2 separate regions of the Hordeum vulgare genome follow, and region 1 is linked to region 2. Evidence: chromatin contacts called from public Hi-C data. All regions are on one chromosome and are shown on one strand. Each heading gives the region's core, a stretch centred on a gene start, on an enhancer-like site or on the middle of the called end of the contact. The rest is flanking DNA. Distances are from core to core; before and after follow the strand shown.

The links. Hi-C and Micro-C count contacts between places; a contact is called where the count stands out from the background.
Region 1: a Hi-C map of leaf shows a contact between it and region 2, with 8 times the contacts expected there. The contact joins the enhancer-like site here to the promoter of LOC123443151 in region 2. A contact is called at or near these places in 4 of 6 Hi-C or Micro-C datasets (all in leaf) and 1 of 1 datasets of contacts at active chromatin or transcription factors (embryo).

Annotation. Positions count from the first base shown.
Region 1 is chr3H:109,254,505-109,258,269 of MorexV3_pseudomolecules_assembly, reverse strand. No RefSeq gene overlaps it. Among protein-coding and RNA genes, the nearest start is that of LOC123443153, 99 kb to the left of the region's middle. Within about 2 kb of position 1,824, at least 2 of the 3 cell types and tissues checked have open chromatin away from gene starts, as enhancers often do. A contact at or near this core is called in leaf, where this site is marked.
Region 2 is chr3H:109,123,702-109,127,181 of MorexV3_pseudomolecules_assembly, reverse strand. LOC123443151 (sodium/calcium exchanger NCL1-like) reads left to right here and starts at 1,402. Exons shown (of 7, transcript XM_045119434.1): 1 at 1,402-1,862. The coding sequence starts at 1,460.

The sequences.
Region 1 (3,765 bases), core at 575-3,074, 130 kb before region 2:
ACATTTGTGAAGCCGTTGAAAAAACCAGAAGGTAAGATTTTTTTTTATTTCCACAATGCCTAGGCGGTGGCTAGAAGAGATGTGGAGAGAGCTTTTGGGATTTTGCAAGCCCATTTTCTATTGTGAGAGGACCGGCTAGATTTTGGGATCAAAAGATGCTTTGGTACATCATGCACGCTTGTGTGATCATGCACAACATGATCATCGAGAATGAGTGTGGCCAAGATTTAGACTACTCTCACTATGAGCACTTGGGACATCCCGTGCGAGTGCGGCGGAGGGCTGAAAGGATGGCCCGTTTTGTTTCCTCTTATCATGCCATTCGGCGTCCCGAAACACATAATGATTTGTAGAAGGATCTCATCAAGGAGTGGTGGACATGGAATGACCGACAAAGAGCATCATGATTTGTGCGTTTGATGATGTATTGTTGAACTATTTGTTGTATTGAAACATAAACTATTTGTTTGAGTTGTAATAACGAAATTGAACTATTTTTTGTTGATTTATTTTATTTGTATTTGATCTTTTTGATTGTGTTTTGAGAGCATATGTTGTCTGAGCGATAGCGCGCGCTGCATTTTAGCGCGCCTGCTGGAGCTACGCGCGTGCTGCATTTTACAGCGGTCGCTGGAGCGAGTGCTGGTCGCCGCGCCAAAACAGACGGACATCACGCCACAAACTATTTTTTAGCGCGCCGCGCGTTGGACGGCTATTGGAGATGCTCTTAACTATATGCTACTGTAGATGCTTCCTAGCGCATCGCAATATAAAAGCATCTCCAACAGCGGTCCAACGCGTGACACCCTAAAAATCAGTTTGTGGCGCGTCCTTCATCTGTTTTGGCGCGGCGGCCAACGTTGGCTCTAGCGGCCGCTGTAAAATGCAGCGCACGCGTAGTTTCAGCAGGTACGTTAAAATGCAGCGCGCACTATCGCTCAAACAACATATGCGCTCAAAACACAATAAAAAAGATTAAACACAAACAAAATAAATCAACAAAAATAATTCAATTTCGTTACAAATCAAACAAATAGTTTATTACAATTCCAACAAATAGTTTATCTTTCAATACAACAAACTCATGTAAAAAATGTATAGTCGAATCCAATACATACCTTGCGGGCGTTTTGTCGAACACCTTGCGGGCGTCGAGCCGCAGTGGGCGGCCGGGCGCTGTTCTTCGGACGGCTGCCGCGCGCGAGAGGCGGCGGTGACTAGAGAGAGACGGAGGAAGCAGCGGCGACGCGGGGGATAGGCCGGGGAAGTGCCAGAACGATCGCCGGCAAAAATGGGGTGGCGCGGGCGGCGGCGGCACCACGGCTGGATGGGTAGGTGGAGTTGCGAGCGGGCGCTCGAGTATGCAGCGTGCGGGAGCGGGCGCAACAAATAAACGACGCGCGATGACAAACGCGCGCACGATTTTTACGTCTTTGTTGAAGCGCCTGAAATGATAGGGGGTGAAATAAACTAATTTTTCAACGCGATACTTATTTAACGTGTGTGTTAAACATCAATACAAATTTGGCGGAAACGCGGGCATTCCGCGGAGCCAACGCTTTTGTGCCGCTTCTTCCTTCAAAAGCTGCGTGTGACGCGGTTAGTTTATTCCAAAGCCTGCGAGCCATTTTCTTCATGCTCATCTGCGATCTGTCCAAGCTGTGCCACTAATTTATGTTTGTTAGTCAAAAACGGATTAGCGTCGCTGCGATCTCGTTATGATGTAGAAAGGCGACAAGGACATCTTCTTTCTTTGATAAAGGTGAGGAGGACTTGGTGATGATGGAAAGCCACCGGGTGCCTCCAACTTGCACTGCCATGGTAGTTGTGTGGACGTAGCAATAAGTGCTGACGTTATACGTGCTCATTTAAACTGAGCTTATCCAGATCTGAAGGGTTAGTGAACTCGGGTGACTAGGACATGATTTTGAGTTTTAACTTAAAACCATCACAAAGATTAGGTTTCATCCCAGCATGGCATGGATTGGGAAATGTATGAGTTGATGAACCTTAGAATGATCTGGCAGAGTCGTCGTATGGACAACCTTCATATCACATATATAGTGCGCTCCATATGGACATGAAACTTGTCGAGCGAAACCGCGCACACAATGTCACGATAACTTAAGATTCATATGTCTTGCAAGTAGGGCCCAGTTGATTGTGCAAAAAAAAGAGTAGGACCCGGTTGTCATTGGGTCATAGGTTCTTTTTCAAAGAATTCAAACAAACACATTGGCCCTGTTTGGATCATAGGGTTAGAGTTAGAGTGGGTTAGATTTGAGTCATCTAACCCTTAAAAGATCCAAACAGGTGGGTTAGAGTTGGTTAGATGTATCTAACCCACCCAAAAACTCTAACCCATCCAAGAGGTGCTTTTTTGGGTTAGAGTAGGTGGGGTCCAGGAAAAGAGAGAGATTCAAAGTAGCCAAATGATTAAAAAAGAGCATTTATTGTCAATCTAACCCTTCCATCCAAACACCTTTAGACTTAGAGTTAGTTAAGGTTAGTTCAAGGGTTAGAATCTAACTCTAACCAAGTTAGAGTATCCAAACAGGGCCATTGAACTAGAACATAAGCATTGATTTCATTGCTAACCGGGACAGAAAATTAGTCGCAATGCGACTTACATTCATAGCACATGATAATAATTAGTTAAACTAGTTATCATGTTGCCAAGGTGTGTAAGTACCTATATCCGATTTTTTATAGACAAGGCAAAAACTTTAACTCTTTACGTTAATTAATATAATAAAATTGTGTGTCCAAACCATGTGAAATCTAAGGTAGGCATGCACAAAACCAGTTTTCAAATATGCCGGCAAGAAACATAATGCATATTGTCGCAAGTGTGTGGCCATCACCTGTCACCCACAGCCAGCAATTTTAACTTGAGAGTTCACATGAGACACCCATTTCGGCTGTACCAAACCGTTTCCTGATCTTGTTCATGAAAAAAGAGCAATTATGGTGTATTTTTCTCCGAAATGGATGCAACGGTTGCCTCGTTCTATCATGGGCAATTGGGCAGTCAAAGCACGCTAGGAGGTCGGTGCGGCTCACGCATCCCCTTGATGTATGGGGACATGTAACATGCATGATTCAAGGTTTTGACATACAAATATACATTTATAGTTTGTAACGGCAACAAAGGCAGATCATGCCATACACATGGCTCTGCGTAACCACCCATGTTACGTGGGTATGCAGTATGGATGCGAAGCCGCAGCTGGCAATTTGAATTATTTCAGACCATTTATTTCAAAACATTTGACGATGTGTATTTAATGAAGAGACGTTCATGTGGACTACGAAGATGTTTATGCCGACTTCATCGATCTCAAGATAACATGTCGGCTTAATCTTTTAAAAGCGTTCATACAAATAATATATATAAGGGTCTCCATCTGTAATGTGTTAAAAAAACAAGTGACAACTGGCAGGTCCCACTCTGTTGCACTTATGTTGACCGGTAGATCTACGTATAAGGATCGGATCATACACCCCGCAAAAGAAAAAGGAAAGAGGATCGGATCACACATAGCCAAGCAAATCAACCAAGCTTTCTTTAATAATAAACTTGTGCTCTCATTTTAACGTTAAACCAATCAGCTGCAAGACGTTTGATCCGGCAAGTGTTCAGTCTGGACGAACCTTGCATTGCCACCAACCCGTGTTTTGCACTTGCAACACCAAAATGCTTTATTTTCTGTTTTTGGGTGCGTGTCAACGAGTTGGTGGCCTGCACGACCATTACTGATTACC
Region 2 (3,480 bases), core at 153-2,652:
CATAAATTACAAACCTGAAGGTAAATAATAATAACAACAATAATAATTGCCTCTAGGGCATATCTCCTACAGGCGTGTCACTATGGTGGAGGCAAATCAGTTGAGCATGCCGAACTCAACACTAGAAAGGTCAACTCAACACTAGAGAGGCCACTATGGTTTATATAGACGTGGTCGAAGCCCATGAGTATGAGAAGGCCACCATGATAGGAATTAGCCCACACCTAAAGGTGCAAGCACTAGTGGCGCCAAAAACAGCCCAAGGTCCAGGTCGGCCCAAGCAACCTTCATTTATGGTAGCAATGTAGCTACATTAAATGCTATAGTAAGGGAGGGACTTGAGCCTGACGCCCCATGCCACGACAAGGCCTGCCTAGGACATGTCTCCGTCGTTGGTGCAAGCAAGCATGTGTTGTCTCTGGGGACGAGATCCCAATAACAAGCGATAGAGGTTTGAGTTGCGTGAGTCGTGAATTGGTGTTGGCCACCCGGAATGATGGTATGCTTACATGCTATTCCGACCTACAAATGTCGATGTCTTTGTCGCCACCATTGACCTAGAGAAGGAGCCACCTCTTTTCACCACAAACACCATCATCTCCATCTTGCTCGCCAACTACCCGTATTCTCGAGGCACCGTTGCTTGACACTTGCTCACCCTCAAGCTTGTAAAGCCCATAAAGAGATTTATAGAAACAAATGAAGGAGTGGAAATGGGAAAACATAGATCTAATGTGGGGGAAACTTCTGCAAATATTTGGTCCACACTCCCAACGTGTCCCTTGTCTGACATGTCACTGTCAACACGCTAGTTGGGACGATCAAATGGTGACATGGCAGATTTGGACTTGCATGACTCGGCAATGCACTTACATGACCTCGATGATGATTTTCAAGGTTTTAGGATCTATGTAGACACTCGAAATAGTTTATGGACCGATGATACACTTCACTACATATAAATATATATCCAAATTATGATTTTCAAGTGTTTTTGTTAACTTACTTTAGTAATTTATATGATATATGACGTCTCAATTTTATGCAGCTATGCAGTTTTCTCTTGTGTTCTTGAATTATCATTATTTTGACACAATTGTGTTCATGAAGTTTTGTGTGTTGAGCGTAGAAAGGAAAGTAACAATGGCACAGTGCACGCTACGGCTAAGGAAAGAATATTTACAGCTCCAAAAATACTGTATAATCAAGGAATATTTACTTTTAGCTTGTTTAACTTGCCATATCATCATGTTGTTGGATTCTTTAAAGGATCCGCGTGCAGCCTCTTCTCTTCCCGCCAGAAAAAGGAAGGTAAAAAATGGAATAGGAACTTTCTAAAAGGAAAATAAAATAGTAAAATTTAAAATATCTCTCAGATCGCACCATATAAGGCTACGCGCACCCACCCGCACTCCCCAGCACTAGCGCGCGACGCCCCGCCCCCACCTCCTCCGTCGCAATGGCGATTCGCCGGCAGCGCCGCTCCTTCCCGCTCGTCCCCTTCCTCATCTCCCTCCTCGCCGTCGCCGCCTATGGCCGCCTCATCTCCGACGGCATGCCCGCCACCCCGTCCTCCTCCATCCTCGCGTCCCCCCTGTCCTCGGCCGCCATCCGCCTCAACTCCTCCTCGCCGGCCACCGCCGCGGCCGAGGAGTGCGAGCAGTCGTACGGCTTCCTTCCGTGCACCACCACCGTGTTCGGAAACATGTTCCTGGTGCTCACCTACGGCTTCCTCATGTTCAAGGCGGCCACGTTCCTGTCGGCCGGCAGTGAGCTGCTGCTCGAGATCATGGGCCCCGGCCTCGTCGGCGGCCTCCTCCTCCCCATCCTCGGCGCCCTCCCCGACGCCCTCCTCGTGCTCGGTATGCTCGCCCTCGCTTCCTTGCTTAAATTCTACCCAACACACCTCGTTCAAGGCAACTAGCTCTCCCTGAAGGAGAGAATGATTTGCTCTTCAAGCAACTTCCGAGCTGATCTTTAGAAATACTAGTATTATCTTACCGAAGAGTGAATGCTTGTTGATAACAGATTGAAGAGTAAAACGCAATTCCTACCATTTATGTTTGCGCTCTTCGGTTTTTGATTTGTTTCAGATCTGAACCCTCTGGTTTGATCTGATTGGATCAGAGCATAATAAGCTGTATGACTCCCATTGGTAGACCTTGGCCTTGTGCACTAGCCCAGTTTCTCTTGCTGATCTCATCAGCTTGCTCTTTTCGTTGGCACATGCATGGATTAACCCAAAAGTAGCCTATCCTATTTGGAGACCATACGATTGGTACTAATTCATAACCAAACATCAAGCCCCAACCAACCACCCACGCCCACGGACAAACAGAGCTAGCAAATTACGCCCTGCTTTCTCTGGAATCTGTCGGTTCATTAACTTTTACTTAAGTTTCACCAGCACTTGTAGTCACCGGCCTTTGACTTTCCCCACTTTCTATTCTAAATCTTTTCTTGTTATCTTCTTTGCATAATTTACCTTTCTTTGTCCACTGCACATGAAGGATTGTCTGATGGCTTCGAACTGCTTTTCTCTCTTGTTTTGTGGGGTTCTCTTGACTATGATCGGTATTTTTGTATAGTAATAACAGTGATTCTTTGAGAACAACTTTTGAAATATTATGGGAAAAAGGAACCATATCGCCAATTAGTTTGCTGATCAATTGTTGGTGTCTTGGTGATGGGTAGGTATCATCTCTAGTGTATGCGGAAGGTGTTCTATTAGTCGGTCAGTTAATCAGCTAACATGTTACAGTTAATTGTTTTGTGATATTGTGGGACGGTACATCATATGTATCATCTAGATGAATTATTGATGCATTTTTGAAGTAATGGTAAACATATTATTATTTTTACCTGAAAATTAATATAATAGAGCTTATTATTAGCATTATCCATCTTCCTGATGAGTGCATGCCGTTTTCCCCAACACGATCTTTTCTGTATGTTTTGAGTTGCAGTGCATTTTTGGTACCTTGTGGATTTCTTGTGCGCCCGTCTTATTTTTCCTTGGAATTGTACATCCTGACGAGTTATTAATTTGCAGTTGGAATTCGTTGCAAATAGCCTTTTGGTACACTTCCTCTGAAATTAGCATCAGACAAATCACTTTATTAAATTTTACTACCGACTTCATGATGCATTACGTTAATCCTTGCATGATATCTAGGTTACCAACAGTAACACATTGATTGCTTCTATGTAACAGAAAGGACCTACTTTCTCCAAAGATCAAAGGCAAAGTGTACTAAAAAAATAAGAATAACAAGTTGTAATATAAATTAGTAAATGCTAGTACAAAAACATGAATGCAAATTTTAATAGTGTACAAGCACGCAACATGCTTTATAAGATAATACGACTGCCAATTTGCTAAGTTATTCTCAATGAGATCTGCATAGCTAATATATTTGATCACTTCTGAATTCAACATCGTCAACATTCAAGCCTCACTCTGTTTCTTTTTCTTTTGGT